Linked DNA regions of Sus scrofa: region 1 is linked to region 2. The links are chromatin contacts, called in public targeted proximity ligation maps. All regions are on one chromosome and are shown on one strand. The core of a region is the stretch at or near the end of the contact, and the rest is flanking DNA. Distances in the headings are between cores, read along the strand shown. Region 1 overlaps LOC110260021 (a long non-coding RNA gene). Region 2 overlaps LOC110260019 (a long non-coding RNA gene).

Region 1 (3,948 bases), core at 1,091-3,590, 500 kb before region 2:
TTAGCAGCTGCCCAAGACGGGGAAGCCAGGCTGCAGGTGTTCTGTCTGCCCCACGGCCCTTTCCCTGTATCCTGGGAGGGACCTGAGGAAAGGACTCACGGTCCCTACCTTCAGAAAAACACGGCAAGCTGCCTACCTGTGCTCGCAGTGCTTGGGACAAAGGGTCTGCGTGGGAGGGGCAGCCTGGGCTCTGGGGCTCAGAGAGACTTGAGTGTGGAGGTGGCAAGGCTTGCCAGGCCTCCCAGGCAGAATGCCCACGGGAAGGGCAGAGAGCTCCTCAAGACGGAGACAGAGCACGGCCAGAGCCCCAGCTGGACGTGGGCGTGAAGGGTTCCCTGATGTTTCGGGTTCTTCTTTTTCCACCTCATGACCTGATGGTGATGCCCTGGCATGATCCGGGGCTGGGAGGGACCCTCCAGTCACAAGTCAATCCTAGATCAGCGTCCCGCGTCATGCACTCCATTCCCCTAAGCGTCCAGGCCACACAGTTATCTTGGTGGCTCCCTTGAGCCTCTGGCTGAGCAGTCCTGGGGGCACCCATTGCACAGATGTAACGGAGGGTGGCAGAGGCGAGTTGGGGGTACCAGCTCACGGAAGAAGCAAACGTAAACCCAGTCTTGGCTGTGCCTCCTGCGCTCACAACGACTGTGCCCGCTGGGAGGTCGGTTTCTGCTGGGGCTCTGTTTTCATTTCCAAAAGGAACATTCCTGCCACTATTATTTTAGCCTTTAACCTCCTTTTGGTTCCGTTGCTTACTCTTCTCCTTTTCCCAGACTTGGTGCCTGTACCTTCAGATTGGATTTTCTGTGCTCTGCCCACCATCCTGGACTTCCTGAAAATGTCCCCGTTTCTTCTTTTCCGTGAATGACATATTTCAGCCTGTCTTTCAGGAGCACTGGCAAACCCAGGACTCAGACCTGGGTGGGTGCTATTCTGACACCCACCCCCCTCCACAATTTCCATGGGCTGTGGGTATATGAGGTGTCCTTGGTCTGGACTGAAGGCTGTGATTGTGGCCTCCAGGCCTTGGCAGGAGGCCCAGCTCCAAGCCCCTCTTGCTTCTGAGTCCAGCAAGCTGGGCTGGGGTGGGGAGCACGCCAAGGCCATCGTCCCTGGTGGCTTAGAGGAACTCAGCCTCTCCAAGGCGCTCAAGCACAGGACATGGTCCCACACAAGCCATCCTTTCTTCTTTTATGTTTGGTTCTAGCAATTGAGTGAAGACATTGAATTTTTTTTTTTTTTTTTTGCCTTTTCTAGGGCCGCTCCACGGCATATGGGAGGTTCCCAGGCTAGGGGTCCAATTGGAACTGTGGCCGCCAGCCTAAGCCACAGCCACAGCAGCATGGGATCCAAGCCGTATCTGTGACCTACACCACAGCTCACGGCAACACCAGGTCCTTAACCCACTGGGCAAGGCCAGGGATCGAACCTACATCTTCATGGATGCTAGTTGGGTTTGCTACCACTGAGCCATGGTGGGAGCTCCTTTAGACTCTGATTAAAAACTCCTGCTTTCATATTTCACTTTTCACAGTGCAGGCAGCTTAGGAGTAGGTGTGTGCCTGCATGGCCAGGTGAGCAGGGGTGGCAGCAGGGCCATAGTTCAGCCACCGGGGTTCCTCTTACCTCCAGGCCTGCTCTCCTGCAGGCAGGCCAGCCTCGGCAGGGCGGGACAGCTTCCCAGCACTTGCCGTGGTCAGCAGCCTCCAGATGAGAAGTCTCTCTTTTGGAGGGTGGTGACACTGAGACCCAGAGCTGAGGGAGGAGGCAGCCCAAGCAGGGGGGAAGGGCCAGCCCTGACTCCCTCTGATCCCTGGAGGGCAATGTGCACCCTTCTCCCAAAGCGTGGTCTCTGACACACATTTCAAATCGGAGCTGGGAGGTGACCTGCAGATTCTGGAGATACAGTGCAGGCCCATTTCCTTCGCAACATATAAGATTCCACCATCTCCAGCCCTGCCCATTCTCTGCTTCCCGTGAACAAGAATCTTTATCGGGAGGCCTGCATAGGAGGGACCAGGTGAACGGGCTCTTGCTTTCTTGAGGCAGGGGTGGCGCCAGTAAGACAGCACTGGATGGATTTTCCCAGACGGACTCAAGATGCTGGAAAAGGCCTGGAAATGACATAGCCCAACTTCCTCATTTGTTTTTTGCAACCTCCTCGCTTTAGAGATGAGGAAACCGAAGCCAGGGAGGCAAAGGGCAGGACTTGCCCAAAGTCACACCATGAGTGACCGAGGCCCAACTCCTCAGAAGTAAAGGGGCCAGTGTCCCAGCCCAGCGCGTGTCCTTTGCCCATGACATCCGCTCCCAATTTCTCAGCCAGTACCCAGGCCTCTCCACCACAGCTCTACCCGCCGCCACCTCCCAGGCCCTGTCCTGGTCTCTTCCCTCAGGGCACATTCAGTTCTTCTCAAACAATCGTGATTACAGCATCACCCCAGTTCCTCAAAATATTCCTTTGAACTCAGTGGCCCCTGTGGGAACTGCTTGGCCTCTCAGTGACCTTGGTAAAAACTAAAGGAAGTCCTTCACGTCTTGACTGAAGCCTCCTTGGCCTCCCAGGCCCCAGGAGGAAAAGGGTTTGAAGTACATCTCTAGCCCTGTCACTCACTCACACACACACACACACACACACACACACACACACACACGCTTTCTTTAAATGATACTTATTTGGCAAAGTCAAGGTCTCGCCAAGAGCTCACCAGCTAGTAGAAGAAACAAAATAAAAGCCACTCTGGATAACTCAGCCCCATGCGAGCTGGTGTGTAGTGATGGAGGCCCCTGGCCCCCATTTTCCCAGGCAGTCCTGGTCTCAGAGCTCATATTTTAAGGTCCCCAGGAATGCACTTGGGCCAAGGACCCCCATCTCAAGCCCAGAGAACATGAACCTTATAGATACAAATGAGCCTTCAGCTGCTTTAAGGTAGACCCCAGGTCCTGGGGGAGTTTTCATCAGCCTGAGCCTGGGCCTCAGAACTGGAGAATCCCCCAACCAGACCTGAGAGGGAAGAGGATCGCAGCAGGGGTGAGGGGAAGAGTCGGGGGGGTGGTCCATTCCAGGAGGTGTGGACAAGGGGGGAAAAGACTTGAGGCCAGCATGAGCAGCACGTGTGGGAGACCCTGAGGAGCAGGCGGGACAGGGAGCTGGGATGGAAGGAGAGGGCAGTGGGGCAGCCTGGCCACTCACAGCACAGGCCTGGAGACGGACAGCCCCGGGTTCAAATCCTGGCTCTGCTGCTTCTAGCTGAGTAACCCTGGGGAGCCCCTTAACTGTCTGACAGCCTGTGTCCACGTTCCTGCGGAAGGAGCATGATAAACAGTCCCTACCTGGAACAGCTGAGGCTGGAGAGACGAATGTGGGCACTGACTGTACTTAAACCCGAGACTGGATCGACTTGACCTACGGGGTAAGAACAGAGACCAACAACAGAGCCCTAAGAGGCGGGGCCATGCAGGTGCCGACAGAAGTCCAAGAGAAGAGGAGCCAGCCACGAGGCTGAGCGCAAGCAGCCATCGGCAGGGAAGCTCCCAGGATTTTGCTACCCCAAAAGCCCAGACAAAACGGTGTTTCAGGAAGGAGGGATAGGGAACTGGGTCACGTATTAGACTGAAAGCCCAGGTGAAACAAGGAAGAAAAAAGTGGCTCTGGGTTGGCAACACGGAGATCATCGCTGCCCAGGATCCCAGTGGTCTTGGTCGAGAGCTAAAGATGATGGGCAGGAACTGAGAACAGGCTGGCCGTGGCGGGGCACAGAGACCACAGCAGTACACCACCCCTTCCAGAAGTTTCCCTGGGAAGCGGAGGTGGAAGAAGGGGCCGGGGAAGGGTTTTTTAAATTATTATTATTTTAATTAATGAATATTTTCTAGAATTATTTTATCTTGTGCCTTTTTGCCTTTTCTAAGGCCGCTCCCGCAGCACATGGAGGTTCCCAGGCTAGC
Region 2 (3,619 bases), core at 163-2,662:
CTCTGCCCACCGTGGGTTCCCGCTGCCAACATTAATTAATTGCTTTGAAGGATGGGAAACGGGAAAGGGAGAAATTCCAGCTTCCCTTTCAGACCAAGGATGCCTTAAAGGCATTCCTTTGACTGTCTCAAAGATAAAGGCCACATCTCCTCCAAACTGGGACATCCCCAAGTTACTGACCTACTGACCTGGGCATCTGGTTGCCCAGAACTATGGATGCTTGGTCTAGAAGGCAACTGCATCTCCAAACTGAAGGCTGGCCTCCGAAAGACAGTCTTTCTGTGCACCTCCACTCCAGGGTAAGAGGTTTTTTTTTCTGTTTTTTGTTGTTTCTCTTTTTGCCGTTTCTGGGGCTACTCCCACGGCATATGGAGGTTCCCAGGCTAGGGGTCTAATCGGAGCTGTAGCTGCCAGCCTACACCACAGCCACAGCAACACAGGATCTGAGCCGTGTCTGCAACCTACACCACAGCTCACAGCAATGTCGGATCCTTAACCCACTGAGCAAGGCCAGGGATTGAACCCACAACCTCATGGTTCCTAGTCGGATTCCACTGAGCCACAATGAGAACTCCCAGGGTAAACATTTAAAGTTCCCCTTCCCTAGGTACATCACATGGGACTCCTGGCTCCTGGCTAAAGGACTGGCCTCTTTTGTCCCACCCTCATCCCCCTATCATCCTAGACATCGCAGATCCACAGTGACTGCTTGATAAATCCCGGGGGCAGAGGCAGGAACCTGATCCTCTGGAACAGTGTTCTCAGGAGCAGCTGAAGAGAGTCAAGCTGCCAGCAAGGAGCAGGGCAGCCCCTCCCCTCGGGCTCCAGCCCTGAGTGCAGGGCCAGATTGGGGCGGGGGTGGGGGGGGATGGTAGCTGGAAGAGGGTAAAGGCGAGGACAGGGAATCAGCAAGTCACAAGGCCCAGGGTGGTGGGAGGAAGTGGCCTCAATGGTCCAAAACCCTCTCTGACTTTTCAACTGGGAATTTCTGCTCCCCACCTCACCCCCATATTCCTCACTCCAGCACACTAACCTCACTTTGCACAATCAATGGATTCCTGAAAAGATACCAAGAAATCGTTTGGTTTTTTTTGGGGGGGGGAATCATACCCTGTTCTGAATGCCCAGTGGGGAATGCTGTGTTGAAATACATCTTCTGTAAATCCTTGAATAAAGAAACCCCGCCTCCCATCACCCCTGTTGCCCAGATCAGGTGAGTTTCTCTAGAATGCTCCCTTACTTTCTACATCATAAGCTGCCCCCGTCCAGGCTCACCTGGTTTAGAGGTGGAGGTTGGGCTGGGGGGAACCCTCCCCCTCAGGGGACAGAAGGACAAATACTATGATGTTTGCCCTGTGCGGGCAGGACCTTAGTCCCACAGCGCTGTGAGTCACAGGCGATGAGTCACCCCTGCATTGTTTGTGTTGATGATCCTTAGAGGAATCAGTCAGACTGTAGGCGAAGCTGACTTTTCTCAGCTCACTCTGGGCTTGTGAATTTGCACGCATGCATGCCCGTGTGTGCGTGTGTGTGTGTGTGTGCATGCTTACACCCCTCACCCCCGGAGTGCACATGGGGCAGTATCTCCCTGTAAAATCACTATTTCCTAAAAATGACTGTCCTTCAATCACAAGCTTGTGTGTTAAAGATGACAGGGTCAAGACTGTAGAGTATAAGCTTCTGGAACCATCCCTTAGGTGGTTGGCTAATGGGTAGCTGGCTAAACAAAGCAAGGAATGCCTACATTGATGGATAACTATTCTGGTGCAGTGGGGAAAGACTGCTCCCTGCTCCCCCAAGGAGGGCACCCCCTCCTCTCCTGGGTCACCCCCCTCCCCATTTATCAATCACATCAAGCTGGTTTGGGGAAGTTCCCTTCAAAGCTCAGCAGTTAATGAACCCGACTAGGATCCATGAGGACGTGGGTTCAATCCCTGGCCTTGCTCAGTGGGTTAAGGATCTGGTGTTGCTATGAGCTGTGGTGAAGGTTGCAGACATAGCTCAGATCTGGTGGGGGTATGGCTGTGGTGTAGGTCAGCAGCTATAGCTCCAATTTGACCCCTAGCCTGGGAACCTGCATATGCCCTGGGTACAACCCTAAAAAAAAGGGATTGGTTTGGGTCTCCCCACTAGGCTGAGCTCCTTAGGGCAACAGCTGTAGCTCATTCATCTTTGTACACCTGGCACATCGCATTGCACATAATGGATTCCCCTAAATACTTTTGGGCTAATGTCCCAAGGCCAGTGTTGACCTTGACCCCCTCTATTCCTTACACGGTTAATGCACAGAGCCTCTCTGGCTTCGGTGGAAGCCTGCCTTCCCCTGGGCGGACAGGGCCAAGGGAAGCTGGTCTTCACAGGCCTCCCCAACCCCATCCAGGGGCAACTGAGGCAGGAAGGGGTCTGTTTTCTGATCTGGGGAGCATTCTGAAGAACACGAACCCTGCAAGCAGAAGGGCTTGTTTCTGAATTAGTCCAGACAGATTTGGCCACCAGGAACTAATGCTCCCTGGAGCTGGCCTCGGGAAACTCTGTTTAAGGAATAGAGGGTGTCTTAAACCCAAGGATGAGGGCCTAGAACTCATCCAAAAACATTTTCTATACAAATGTGGGTACAAGCATAATTTTTACAAATATGAAATCCACCTGCACATCCATGCTTGTTATTTCCCTTCAATGATTTATTACAAACATCGTTTTGGGTTAACAAACCTGGACTTCAAGCTTGACTCATTACTCGCAGTGTTTACATGTCAGGGTTACACGCATGTGCTCTGTCGTCTGATAGCTTACATGTCATTTTTTCCGTGGCAAACAACATTAAGATAGAATGCCATTGTCATCTCCATCAGACAGTTATTTACAGGAGCATCACTGGATGACAGGGGAGGCAATGGGGTTTTCAAGTGTCTTGAGGCCTAACATCTACCTTCTCTCCCAGGAAGGACTGCACCAATGAAGCCCCCTCTCCAGCAGCCGAGGATGGTGCGTGTCCTCTCATGTCTCACTGGCCTGGGTCCTGTGAGCCTGTAAATGATCTTCAAAGAGCCACACAGTCATGAATCGATTTTCCCCGCCCTGGCTGAAATACAACTGCACAGGGGACAATCCAAACTCCCTGGGGAGGGACTGCCACTGCCAAACGGCTTCTACCACGTGCCAGGCACGAGACGCGTTCATTCTCATTTCATCCCATGAGGTAGATGCTACCGTTCCCATCTCAGAGATGAGCAAGTAAAGGTTCAGAAAAGTTGAGTGACTTGTTCAAGGTCAAACACAACTAGGAAGAGGCCAGGGTCAGGTTTTGACCACAGGTCTGAGGACAAGGCCCATGACCTTTCTCCACAGGGCTCCTGGTGACACAGAATAATCTGGCCTTAATCCACACCTCCCAGCCTCATGCCCTCCTTGGCCTGGCCAAGTCCCCCTTTAGCCACTCTAGTCCCCTTCGCAGGGTGCACACCCCATGTGAACATGGCCACTGCTAGATGGTGGAATCAAAGATAATTTTTTTCATGGCTTATCTCTGCTTTCTACTGTTTCTTTATTAAATAAGCAATGTTTAACTTATTTAATAAAGAAACGGAAAGTACTATCTTTTTGAGGTGGGAGACATGCC

What was found.
Region 1: a targeted proximity ligation map of alveolar macrophages shows a contact between it and region 2. A contact is called at or near these places in 1 of 47 Hi-C or Micro-C datasets (epiblast stem cells) and 1 of 2 datasets of targeted methods (alveolar macrophages).

What each region holds. Positions count from the first base shown.
Region 1 is chr3:94,161,698-94,165,645 of Sscrofa11.1, reverse strand. The region is part of intron 1 of LOC110260021 (a long non-coding RNA gene); the gene reads right to left. Among named protein-coding and RNA genes, the nearest start is that of EPAS1, 90 kb to the left of the region's middle.
Region 2 is chr3:93,659,099-93,662,717 of Sscrofa11.1, reverse strand. The region is part of intron 1 of LOC110260019 (a long non-coding RNA gene); the gene reads left to right. Among named protein-coding and RNA genes, the nearest start is that of MCFD2, 40 kb to the right of the region's middle.